Regions from separate parts of the Mus musculus genome. Here regions 1 and 3 are each linked to region 2. A link is a contact called in public Hi-C and HiChIP or PLAC-seq data. All regions are on one chromosome and are shown on one strand. The core of a region is the stretch at or near the end of the contact, and the rest is flanking DNA. Distances in the headings are between cores, read along the strand shown.

Evidence for each region. Hi-C and Micro-C count contacts between places; a contact is called where the count stands out from the background. HiChIP or PLAC-seq counts read pairs in DNA pulled down with a chosen protein or histone mark.
Region 1: a contact with region 2 is called in an H3K27ac HiChIP or PLAC-seq map of the NIH/3T3 cell line, with 7 times the contacts expected there. The contact joins two enhancer-like sites. A contact is called at or near these places in 1 of 484 Hi-C or Micro-C datasets (bone marrow-derived macrophages), 1 of 115 datasets of contacts at active chromatin or transcription factors (the NIH/3T3 cell line) and 1 of 9 other capture datasets (embryonic stem cells).
Region 3: a contact with region 2 is called in a Hi-C map of bone marrow-derived macrophages, with 14 read pairs. The contact joins two enhancer-like sites. A contact is called at or near these places in 1 of 15 datasets of contacts at CTCF or cohesin (embryonic stem cells), 1 of 484 Hi-C or Micro-C datasets (bone marrow-derived macrophages), 9 of 115 datasets of contacts at active chromatin or transcription factors (the NIH/3T3 cell line, bone marrow-derived macrophages, cardiomyocytes and 6 more) and 2 of 9 other capture datasets (liver and pancreatic islet).

The regions. Positions count from the first base shown.
Region 1 is chr11:105,824,937-105,828,944 of GRCm38.p6, reverse strand. The region is part of intron 8 of Tanc2 (tetratricopeptide repeat, ankyrin repeat and coiled-coil containing 2); the gene reads right to left. Among named protein-coding and RNA genes, the nearest start is that of Cyb561, 120 kb to the left of the region's middle. Within about 2 kb of position 1,799, at least 7 of the 459 cell types and tissues checked have an H3K27ac peak or open chromatin away from gene starts, as enhancers often do. A contact at or near this core is called in the NIH/3T3 cell line, where this site is marked.
Region 2 is chr11:105,310,454-105,313,951 of GRCm38.p6, reverse strand. All of the region lies in intron 1 of Mrc2 (mannose receptor, C type 2), which reads right to left. Among named protein-coding and RNA genes, the nearest start is that of Mrc2, 20 kb to the right of the region's middle. Within about 2 kb of position 2,156, at least 119 of the 459 cell types and tissues checked have an H3K27ac peak or open chromatin away from gene starts, as enhancers often do. A contact at or near this core is called in the NIH/3T3 cell line and bone marrow-derived macrophages, where this site is marked.
Region 3 is chr11:105,910,394-105,913,869 of GRCm38.p6, reverse strand. Tanc2 (tetratricopeptide repeat, ankyrin repeat and coiled-coil containing 2) reads right to left here. Exons shown (of 26, transcript NM_181071.3): 21 at 783-958; 22 at 381-513. Among named protein-coding and RNA genes, the nearest start is that of Cyb561, 32 kb to the left of the region's middle. Within about 2 kb of position 2,074, at least 12 of the 459 cell types and tissues checked have an H3K27ac peak or open chromatin away from gene starts, as enhancers often do. A contact at or near this core is called in bone marrow-derived macrophages, where this site is marked.

The DNA.
Region 1 (4,008 bases), core at 550-3,049, 520 kb before region 2:
GAATTATGTTTGGGGGCTGTGGAGATGGCTCTATTGGGAAAGTGTGTGCTGTCCAGGCACGGACCAGCGTTCAGACCCTCAGTGCTCACGAGAGGGCCTGGTGTGGCTACGCTGCCTGTGGGAGGAAGAACACAAGTCTGGCCAGAGACTGCATTTCCAGTGAGAATAGTTACTGAGAGGCTAAACTCCTTTTTAAACTGAATTATCTCTTTGGGTCTAAGATTACTCTAGATTTTGTTTCAAAGGAGGCTTTCCTGAATTTGATTAAAGCTAATTTATAATATGGAATATGGAGTAAGCAGTGATTCAACGTATTTCCATTTTAGAGAATAATTCTATTAAGATAGCTTCTGGCACTGGGCAGATGGCACATCCATGTAATCTCAGAATTTGGGAGGCAGAGGCAGGAGGATCAGTTCATGTTTGAGGTCAGCCTAGGCTACAGAGAGTTCTAGGTCAGCACTGGATACAGAGCCAAACAAAGACAAGGCCTCTCGTGGACACAATGTTGCATGGCACCTTATCCTACTGAGAAGGCTTTGACATTTTAAAAAGTTATTTTAAACTTTTTCTAAAAATGTAATCTATTCACAAAAGTCTCAAGAGAAGAACACAGACAAAATTAGAGCAGTGCCATATGGTAAAACAACTGCAGGCACCAAGAAGAGCCAAGAAACAGTTTCTGTATCTCAGTACCTAGGACTTTTGTCAGACTGACGTTAAAAGAAAGCCTTATTTTTAATGTACCCAATCATAAATTTAGGATAGGACTGTGGGGGCAGGGAAATAATATTCTCTGTCAGATCATTCGTAAATGACTGTTTATTTTGGATATCAGCTAGTTTCAAAGAGCTTTCCCATGGTAGAAACCACCAAAATATTCCATTGAGAAGTTACTACTGCAACTTCTCCTGAAGGAGAAGGTGACTTAGTCCTATTCAGTGGCAGTGTATGGGTACCAGGCAGCGCTCCCAGGGAAGTAAGAAGACCACCACACCCACCCTTTTAAAAATATTCTAGTAAACTATACTAACCATAATTTGCGTGGAAATGCTCATAGAAAGACAGGGTAAGAATGATGTGGATACATGAGAAGACACATGAAAAAAATCAAGAAGCACTTATTATTTTTTCCAACTCTTTGTATATCTGAAAAAATTTTAAACAAAATAATATACAGAGAAAACATTCTAACACAGGATTCAAGTAAGATGAGTTTTGGAAAGAAACTTTTTCAAGAGATATGAGAACCACTCTCTTGAGCTTGTGGGAAAGCTCAGTGGATAAGGTACTTGCCACCAAGGCTGGTCAGAATTCAATACCCAGGACCCTCCTGGCAGAAGTAGAAAACTGACTCCCACAAGTTGTGCTGACATTTATAGGCACGTGCTAGGGTACATGCACAAACCTATATGCACACACAGACATACAGAAAACCAATCAATAAATATAACCTTCCTGCATACCACTTCAGACTCATTCAGTGTGTGCATCTTTTCAATGTAAATTATGCTTGTGGTAACACATGAACTATTTCTAGGGTTATTCTCTTATAAGCTCATCACTAGTTACAATTATATATTTAGGTTATAGAAAAAAAATCTCGTTTTTTTAAAGGCAAGGATAAACCTTAAAAAAAAAACCCAAAAAACAAAGGAAAATCAAATAAGCCCAAGATTTATTAAAGTTAACAAACCTGCTCATTCAAATGTAAATAGAAACAGCTAAAGGGGAGAGGAGGCAGAATGGAAAGTTGGGACATGAATGCTCTAAATGGTTTTTGACTGAAGCATACTTATTCATGGAAAATACCATGAGTCAGTTGAAACAAAGTCACTTATGGCCTGGCAGAAGAAAGGATGTACATCATGTAGACAGGGTCTGGTACAAATAAAATGACAACTGGGCTAGCTTGTATCCTTCCAGAAGGAACACAAAATCTAGCTTGGAAGTACCTCTGTTCCTCAGAGTAAAAGATAATTTCTGGTTCATCCTTAGAATTCTTTCTATGCATATAATTCTTTACACAAAGCAAGAGAGAAAACATCTATGTTTCAAACAAAACTTGAAAATATTACTAACGCACACATACCCAGAAGGCTTATTTGCTTAGACAGAGTCTTTCTAGATAGTTCAGGCATGACATGGATCTTGCAATCCTCCTTCACCAGCCTCCCAAGGACAGGAATTGTGGGGCTGAGTATGCCAACATGCAGTTTAGTTATTTTTCTTGAAAAAACAGTTCTTAAAACTTTATTATATGATGATGATGATGATGAGTGTGTGTGCACGCACATGCGCCCACAGACTCGTGTGCAGCATATGCTTGTGGGTGTGTATATTCAATGGCACACGGGTTCTGGTTTATTTATTCTTAAGAAATATTTAGGGCTTGGGGAGAGATGGCTCAGCAGGTAATGACAGTTGTCACCAAATCTGGTGATTTGAATTTGATCTCTAGGACCATTGTGGTGGAAGGAAATGACTCCAGCAGGTTTCCTCTGACTTTTGTGCACACACACACATATGCATACACATACAGTACATGAAAGAAAGCTTTAAAAAAAAAGAAGAGTGAAGTATTTAATCAAGGCAGGGGATCACTGGTCTACTGAGTTTCCACATGGGCTGATTAACTGACAAGAGTCAAGCCTGCTTATTCTGGGTCCTCAGCAAAAGAATAATGGACAGGAAATAAGTCTTTGAATATGTGAAACAATTTGAATGAGGTCCTATAAAAATAGTGTAAAGACAATGTTCTGAAAAATGTTTATACTAGACAAATTCTGTTAAAAAAAATAGAAGCAGAAACAGCTTTTGGACAAACAGGAAAACCTAGGAGACTGGGTAAAATGGTAGACTCAGGCCCGAGGTGCCTCAGTTTGGATCTGTCTCTGTTACTTGCTATCTGTGGCCTAGTTACTTATGTTAGCAATTTGTCAGCTTCTCATCTTCATGTAAGGTAAACTGTACCACTGTGAAGAGTAAGTGTAGTTGTTTAGGACTTGCCTAACTGCAATCACTTCCCATATCATGAGCTAAAACAGATATTTAGTGAATCCACTTAATCATCTGTCTCCCACAGACATTTCATCAAAAAAACCCAAAAAGGATACTGAGAACATACTGGCTCTTTTCAGGCCGCCTTCTCTTTGAGGTTTCTGTCCTATCTCTCTTCTTTCTTTGACTACCCAACTTTTTCAAAGAACCACTTATCAATCTTCTTTCACAGTAATAACTCAGAGCCTGGCTTCTACCCATATTACTGGGCTGAAATTATTTTGGTAATGTCACTGATATCTTTTTGTTAAGTGATTTATTTTCTATTTTTATGCTTCACATTGTTTATGATTTCACAATGTTATGATATCACATTGTTAAACCAATCCCTAACTCTTGACGGGATGGGTTTTTCTTTATGACCGCCACTAAAGTACTAGAATCCTTGGTTTATATATTACTGCCCCCACATCTCAGTGAGACAGATTAAAGTCTGTCACAGCTTTTTAAGTGATGATGGCTCTCAGGCTTAAATTTCTATTCTAGACCTCAATCCTAAATGCAACATTTCCAACAACTCATGACCATTATCCGTGTAGCTGTGCCTGGTGGTATAGGCCTGTTGTTCCAGCTACTGTGGGAGGCTAAGCCAGGAGGATTACTACTTCAAGGCTTTCCTGGGCTGGTGAGTTTAATGCTGGCTGACAACTTAATGAGACCCTACCTTAAGATAAAAAGGGGTTCAGGGCTGTAGCTAGCACACAAGAGGCTCTAGGTTCAACATCCACTACCTGGGGAAAAATAAGTCATCTACTTGGATAGTTAACAGAAATCACAAACTTAGAAAATTTCACTAAGACTATTTTACTTCCTTGAGAAGTGAGTTTCTTGATTATCATTTGTTTACACAGGTAGTAAAGTATCATTATGTATTCTCTCTTCTAAGACAAAAACTTGTGACTTATCTAGGATTTTTTCCTGCTTCTCCAATAATTAGTCACAGTTTTA
Region 2 (3,498 bases), core at 907-3,406:
ACGTGCAAACCAGTCAGCCCAAATTCAGGCTGCATGGTTGGAAGGAAGGTGTTGGATGGAAAGAGGCTTTCCAGGTCACCAGAGTATAGCAGGAATCTCTCTGGTACTGCCAAAGCGGTGGTCCACCCTTTCCATGTCTCAGATGTCCGGGCTATCACCATGGAAACTTATTCCCATGCACAGACAGAGAGTGGGTTTTAAAGCAATGTGGCAAGGCGGGTTTTATTTCTCCACAGAAACCTCCTCGCTGCCCCTGAAGCTTACCAGACTCCTCCAGAGCAGACCGGGCCAGAGGTGGGAGCCCTTAGCTAACCGGCTGCTCTCTAGGACAAGCTGAAGACATTGCTGCTGAAGGAAGCGGTTGAGGAGCTAATTTGAGCCCGGTGCCTGACATGCAGCAGCAGACTCAGGAAATCGCTGTTGAACGAAAGGCATGTGCTACGAAATCCTGAAGGCTCGCTGGAGCAGAGGCGAGGACAGGAGGGTGTTCCAGGCTGGGGAACCGCAGGCCCAAAGGCCAGACACTGGAATCTGAAACTGGGGCCCCGGCCACCATCTGGCTTAGCTCTTGGAGAGCTGGTGACTCTAGGGGGTGGGGGGGGGGGGAGATCTGACCTAAAGATTGCAGTGTGGCCTTCAGTCCTTCAGCATCCCTCTTATTAGTCCCCTCCCCAGGTCACATAGAGGGAGAGGTGAGGCTGTCATTCCAGGGAGAGCCAGAGCCTGGCTCAGGGGCTGCCAGCCAAGAGAAGCAGCTGTTTTTAATTGGCCTTAAGGTCAAGCCTGGAAATGTCCTTGAGTCAGCAGAAGCTGCCAGCTCCACTTTGCTAAGGGGTCAGCCCTGGAGACCCAGCAGTTCACCCTACATTCCCTCTGCTAGACTGTGCCCATATAGTTGTAGACACAGGGACTCTGGGCAAGGGGGTGGAGCCATCCCTCCCCTCGAGACACACAGTCCTACCCCACTTCACCCTACCAAAAACCTGAGGTGGGTTTCCCTCTCTCCTCTCCTTCCTCCTGCTCAGCAGCTATCAGTTCCTGCCTGTCCAAACTGTGGGCCACCCATTGCTTCAAGTGCTTTTGCCTAACCCTTTGCCCGCAGCACAGGCTGCTCTGCCCTTTGCTGTGCAGTCGCCACGGGATGGATTCCTCTCTCCTTCTTTTCCAGACATGTCCTTCCTTCTGGTTTAACATGTGGGCTGACAAGTGTGTTATCCGATGCCTGACGGGAATGAGTGTAGGCGTGAGATTCTCGTCTCCCTGTTAAATGCAAGAGACCTTGCTGGAGACTGTGGGAAGCCTAGATCTGTGCGCTTTCCGGTGGATCTGAAGTCCTGGCCCAGGAAAAGGGTCTTGGTGGGGCTTGAACCCTGGGGTTTTCTGGGAACACAAACCTTCACCACCCTGGCTCTCTCCCTGGCTTGTTGGGACGACTGGATCTTAGCCAGGCGTCGTGGCAGATGTCTGCAGTCTCAGCACTCAGCAGGCTTGAGGCAAGATGACTGGTACTTAAGAGGCCAGCTGGGGCCACAGAGTAAGACCCTGTTCTAAAACATACACAAAGGCTGGATCAGTGGTTAAGAGCACTCATTGCTCTTCCATAGGATCAGAATTCACTTGCCAGTGACCATGTAAGGCAGCCTGTAACTCCAGAGCCACAGGATCTGATAGATACTCTCTTCTGATCTCCTAGGGTACCTGCATACACTCGCGGGCACACGTGTACACACACACACACACACACACACACACACACAATTTTATTAAAACAAACAAACAAACAAACACACAAACGAACACCTCTAAAAGGCAAACACAAACAAAACGGGGGGGAGGGGGGGAGGCTGGAGATCATTCGGCCCACCCTGATGGCTTTTGTCTTCTCATGACCAAGCATCACCAATGCCTTTTCAGCCTGTCCCTTCCCAGGCTTCATCTTCCATGACAAAGCCTAGAGCCACCTAGAGTCCACAAAAGCAGAGACTCTCTTTGCTACTCTCAGGATCAGCTCCTTCACTAAAGACCCAGACCCGCATCCCCGACCATCCCAGGAGCCTACCACACCCGCGAGGGCCTGGCTCAGGTCCCTGCCCGGGGCGCCCTGAGATCTGTGCCCAGCTCACCCGGCCCTCTCCCCAGAGGCCATCTGCGAGCCCCCAGCCAAAACAAACAGCCCATCAGCCACTTCCTTCCCGATGAGGGCACTTGCACAACCACGGATACTGTGACGATGACGGCAGGAAATGATTTTCTAGGCCAGCACAGTCCAACCCCACTGCCCCGGGCCAAAATTGGAATTCAGACCCGGACACGCGTGGGTGAAATACATCCACGCCAAAGCGCTGCCCTCGGCAACCTTGAGAGGATCTGCCCCCAACAACCGCCAGTACTCTATGAAGGCAGGTCTCCAAGGCTCCTGGGAGCCATCAGTGTGTGGGAGGGAACTATGAGCGTATTATTTCAGAGAATCACTTATTTCTGAGTCCCGGCCTCTATACCAGGTTAGACACCCACATAACTGCTGGGGATGAATGGCTGAGTGAACGTATTTGGAGACATCCACACACATTTCAGAAAAGCATCATTCCTTTAAATTTAATTTTGACTTCGGGGGTGGGGGGGGGCAGCAAGGACTGAAATACTAGAAATATCATTTTTGCTCTTACAGGGACGGTGTTTGGAGGCTCTCACTTGCCATACCGTGGTAAGCTTTCCTAAAATACAGACTCTAACAAAACTAGGCTGACTCAAAGCCCCGTAATAGTATCCCTTACTGAGGAGTGGAAAAATCATTGTAGAAACGTTGAAGCACAAGCATAGAGTCAGAAAATAAAATTAATATGAGACTTTTTTTAACGTAATAAAAACCAAGGCTTGTTCTATGAAAAAAAAATATTAGGAATGTGAGAAGCCTCCTCCTGCTTCCCATAACACCAACGGGAATAAAGTTCTCTTTTGGGCCAACCCGAGGGTTTCAGTGGCCATGGAATTCTAAATAAACATTTTAGGGGAGGGGGGGGGTTCTGGAGAGATGGCTCAGTGGTTAAGAGCAATTGCTGCCGGGACTGGTGATACAGGCCTTTAATCCTAGCACTTAGGAGTTTGAACCCAGCCTGGTCTACAAAACAAGTTCTAGGACAGCCAGGGCTACACAGAGAAACCCTGTCTCAAAAGACCAAAAAACAAGTCCTACTTTTTTGCAGAGGGCTTGGGTTCTGTTCCTAGCACCTATGTCAGGTGACTCACAAGCCCCTGTAACTCTCACTCTTGTGGCCTCTGTGGGTACTCACATAAACATGAACATACAAGCACACAGGCACACACCCCACACACACTCACACCAATAGCATTTTTTTTAAAAGAGAAATTTAGATACACATACTGAGTCCAAAGAAATATCTAATTATACTGAAACATAATGACGTGTTACTGAGAGATTAAGGTTTGAGATATTATTAACATTCCATTCAATTTCTGGGTTAAGAGTATCTCAAGTAT
Region 3 (3,476 bases), core at 825-3,324, 600 kb before region 2:
AGCAGCTGGGAGAGCAGCGGCAGGGGCTGGAGAGTGAAGCACGGAGAGCAAAGGAAAGCAAAGGCTTATGGTGCTGCAGGGAACCAGGATGCTCAAAGGGTGGGGCCAGTGCACAGGCAGCGCGAAGATGTGCATAAGCTCAGCGCAGCCTCCTGGCTCAAGCTACAAAGGGCAGGGCAGAGAGTCATGTGACTCTGGATACAGGGTTTCATGACTATGGCTCAGATGTACTCTCTCTGGGCCAGTAGCCTTTTGTTCACTTGGGCAGTAATTGGACCAGGGCAGAGGGAGAACTAGATACATTCACTCCAAAAAACCCAGGAAAGCCAGACCACTGGCCCCTGGGCACAGATGGTCAATATCATCTCTCTTTCTCTTACCTATTTTGGCTCCTTTTTTCAGTAGAGTTACTACAACAGACGTGTTCCGGCAACCCACTGCCCTATCCAAAGGACGCATTCCACTGTAGTCAACATGCTCAATCATGGCCCCATGATCTACCAGGAACTGGACCTAGGAAAGGAACAAGCAGAACACTTAACAGGTACAATGGATACAGCTTGCCCCTTTCAAACTGCTTGTCTGAACCAGTATCTCTCTCTCTCTCTGATTTCAAGTCACAGTGATATTCTTGCTTTTGAATAATGTTTTGTATATTCTCGTCCTCTGAAGAGTCTAAGTTAGAACTATCAAAACAGTATTTCGCATTTGATCCTAGATAGCATTCTTGGTGGATAGCACCCCTATCCTTTCTCTCCTGAGGCCTGTTTAAAGGTACTTACCACCTCAGCATCACCGTAGAAAGCTGCTAGGTCCAGTGGGGTACGGCCATTCTTGTCTGCATGGTCTGTAGCAGCCCCGTTATCCACCAGAGAGCGTACTACTGAGAGATGGCCCTTCAGACAAGCCCAGCTAAGGGCTGTTAGTCCTTCTTTGTCCATCAGGGCAATGGAGGCACCTGAAAAAAAGAGTGAGAGTTCTGTTTTAACAGGACTGAGGACACTAAAGTTTGTAGCCGAAAGGAATGCTGATATTTAAGGTATACATACTATTGAAGAATAGCTTTTACTTCTAGATTTTTTTTTTTTTTTCATTTTAAGATTGGCTCTGGCTGGCCATGGTGACATATATCAGTAATCCCGAAAATAGGCAGGAGTAAGCAGGAGTTTGAGGGTAGCTTGGGCTACACAGTGAGTTCAAGGCCTGTCTGAGTCACATCTCCATCTGTTGAATGCTGTGGTTATAAGTGTGTGCCAGTTCAGTTTTTGTGGTACTGGGACTGAACTTGGAGCCTTTTGAATTTTGACTCAATTTTTTTGAATCAATTTGCTATGCTAGGCAAGCACTCAGCCAGCTAAACTGTACTACCAGCCTCTAAATTATAGATTACTTAAAAAAAAATAAAATTGCTTGAGAGTTCCTATTCTACAATATTCTACAAATAATGTAAACTTACTTAGTGAAAACTCACTTAAGTGAAAAACAAAACAAAACTAAGAAAACCTAAATAGAAAATACAAAAGGTTCAAAGACCATGGGTAAGGAAGAACAAACCTCTGTCATCTATGCCTAATGAATGTCTGCTGTCATGCAGCAAACACAGTAGTCATCTAAGGTCATCAGTGCTGAAGAGGCCCTGCCTCTTCTATTGGACACAGTTTGTGGCTTTGTGCCACGTCTTAAGAACCTAGGTCTGTTCCCTATGAAGTCAGACTTGTTTGGCAACTTGTACCATGGAAGCAAGAGCTACACTGTACCCTGCAAGCACAATTTTTGATTCTAGCCACCTTTGAGTCTCAGGTTGTGGAAACAAATCTTTCTTGAAAAGATAGAGCTAAAGACACAGCAAGTCTCTTAAGAGAAGCCAGTCTTCCTATTCAACTTTGGCTGTTCAGGTCTGGGCACAGTTCTTCAGAAGGCTGGATCCCTTAAAGGAAAGTGCATCTGTGTATAGATAATTATATATATTTAAGGTTGGTTTATTAACAGCGAAGGCTAACTGGAATGATGTCATAGTTTCAATCGCCTTTCTACCTACTTCTTGATCCAAATCCAAGACTCCACTAGGTGGTGCTGCAGTGCTACTAGTGACGAGCCTTTTCTCTATGGCAGTCTATGATGCCACTATTGCATAGGTGGCTGAGCTTAGGGCAATCAGCAAGAGGCTGAAATAATTTACCATGTGCACCTGTAGAGAAAATGCAGTTTCCCACTTACCAAGGGTGTGAGTATGTTGGAAAGCACCACAGGGAATTTATTATGATAGCTTAATAGCAATATCCTAATTCTCTAAAGAGGGTCTCATTGCTAGCAAGTGTCTTAACTTCCCTTTACCTCCTTTGGGTTAGAGAAAAAACATGTTAGCTGTGCAGGCTGACAAACTGATATGCAGCTTTACTTGGTATGTTGGTGCACACCTTTGATCCCAACACTTAGGAGGCAGAGGCAGGTGGATCTGTGTGAGTTTGCAGCCAGCCTGGTCTATAGAGAGAGTTCCAGGCCAGCCTACATAGTAAGACACCATACCACCCCCAACCCTACTCCCACCCCCATCAACAGTAGCAGCAGCAACAGCAAATCAGCCTCTAAAATAGATGGATATTTACTGGGTATACATCAAAAAAACATTGAAGTCTGGACTTGAAATAAAGAGTTCAGAATGTATTGATTTCATAATAATCCCTCAGGCTATAAAGAAAAAGAGAGTGTCAGAGTTAGAACTCCCCAGTGTGTAAGTGGGCAGGCTGGGGTGGTAAGGTATACATGTAAACTTTGCTCTCTAGAAGCTAAGATAGAAGGGTCACCTCAAGTTTGAGGTCAGCCTGGTCTACATAGTGATAAAACATATGCCCATTCAAATGTACATATAACACACACACATGCATCACACACACACACACACACACACACACACACAGAGCATGCAAGAGAACACCAGGTATACTTAGGTGATTGAGGCAAGAAACAAATGTGAGTTCAAGGCCAGCCTGGAGTTTTAGTTTAAAAAACTGGAGGAGAGGGGCTGGAGAGACCACTCAGCGGTCAAGAGCATTGACTGCTCTTCCAGAGGTCCTGAGTTCAATTCCCAGCACCCACATGGTGACTCACAACCATCTGTAATGGAATCTGGTGTCCTCTTTTGGTGTGTCTGATGACGACAGTGTACTCATAAATAAAATAAATAAATCTTAAAGAAAAAAACTGGAGGAGAAAAATAAAAAAGAGAGCAGGAGCATCTGGTTTTGCGTTTTCTTTTTTTTTCTTTTTATAAAAAAGATTTATTGTATGTGAGTACATTGTCGCTGTCTCCAGACACACCAGAAAAGGGCATCGGATCCCATCACAGATGGTTGTGAGCCACCATGTGTTTGCTGGGATTTGAACTCAGGACCTCTGGAAGAGTAGTCAGTACTCTTAACCTCTGAGCCATCTCTCCAGCCCAGCTTTGCATTTTCTAGTTAACCCAATTAGTACTA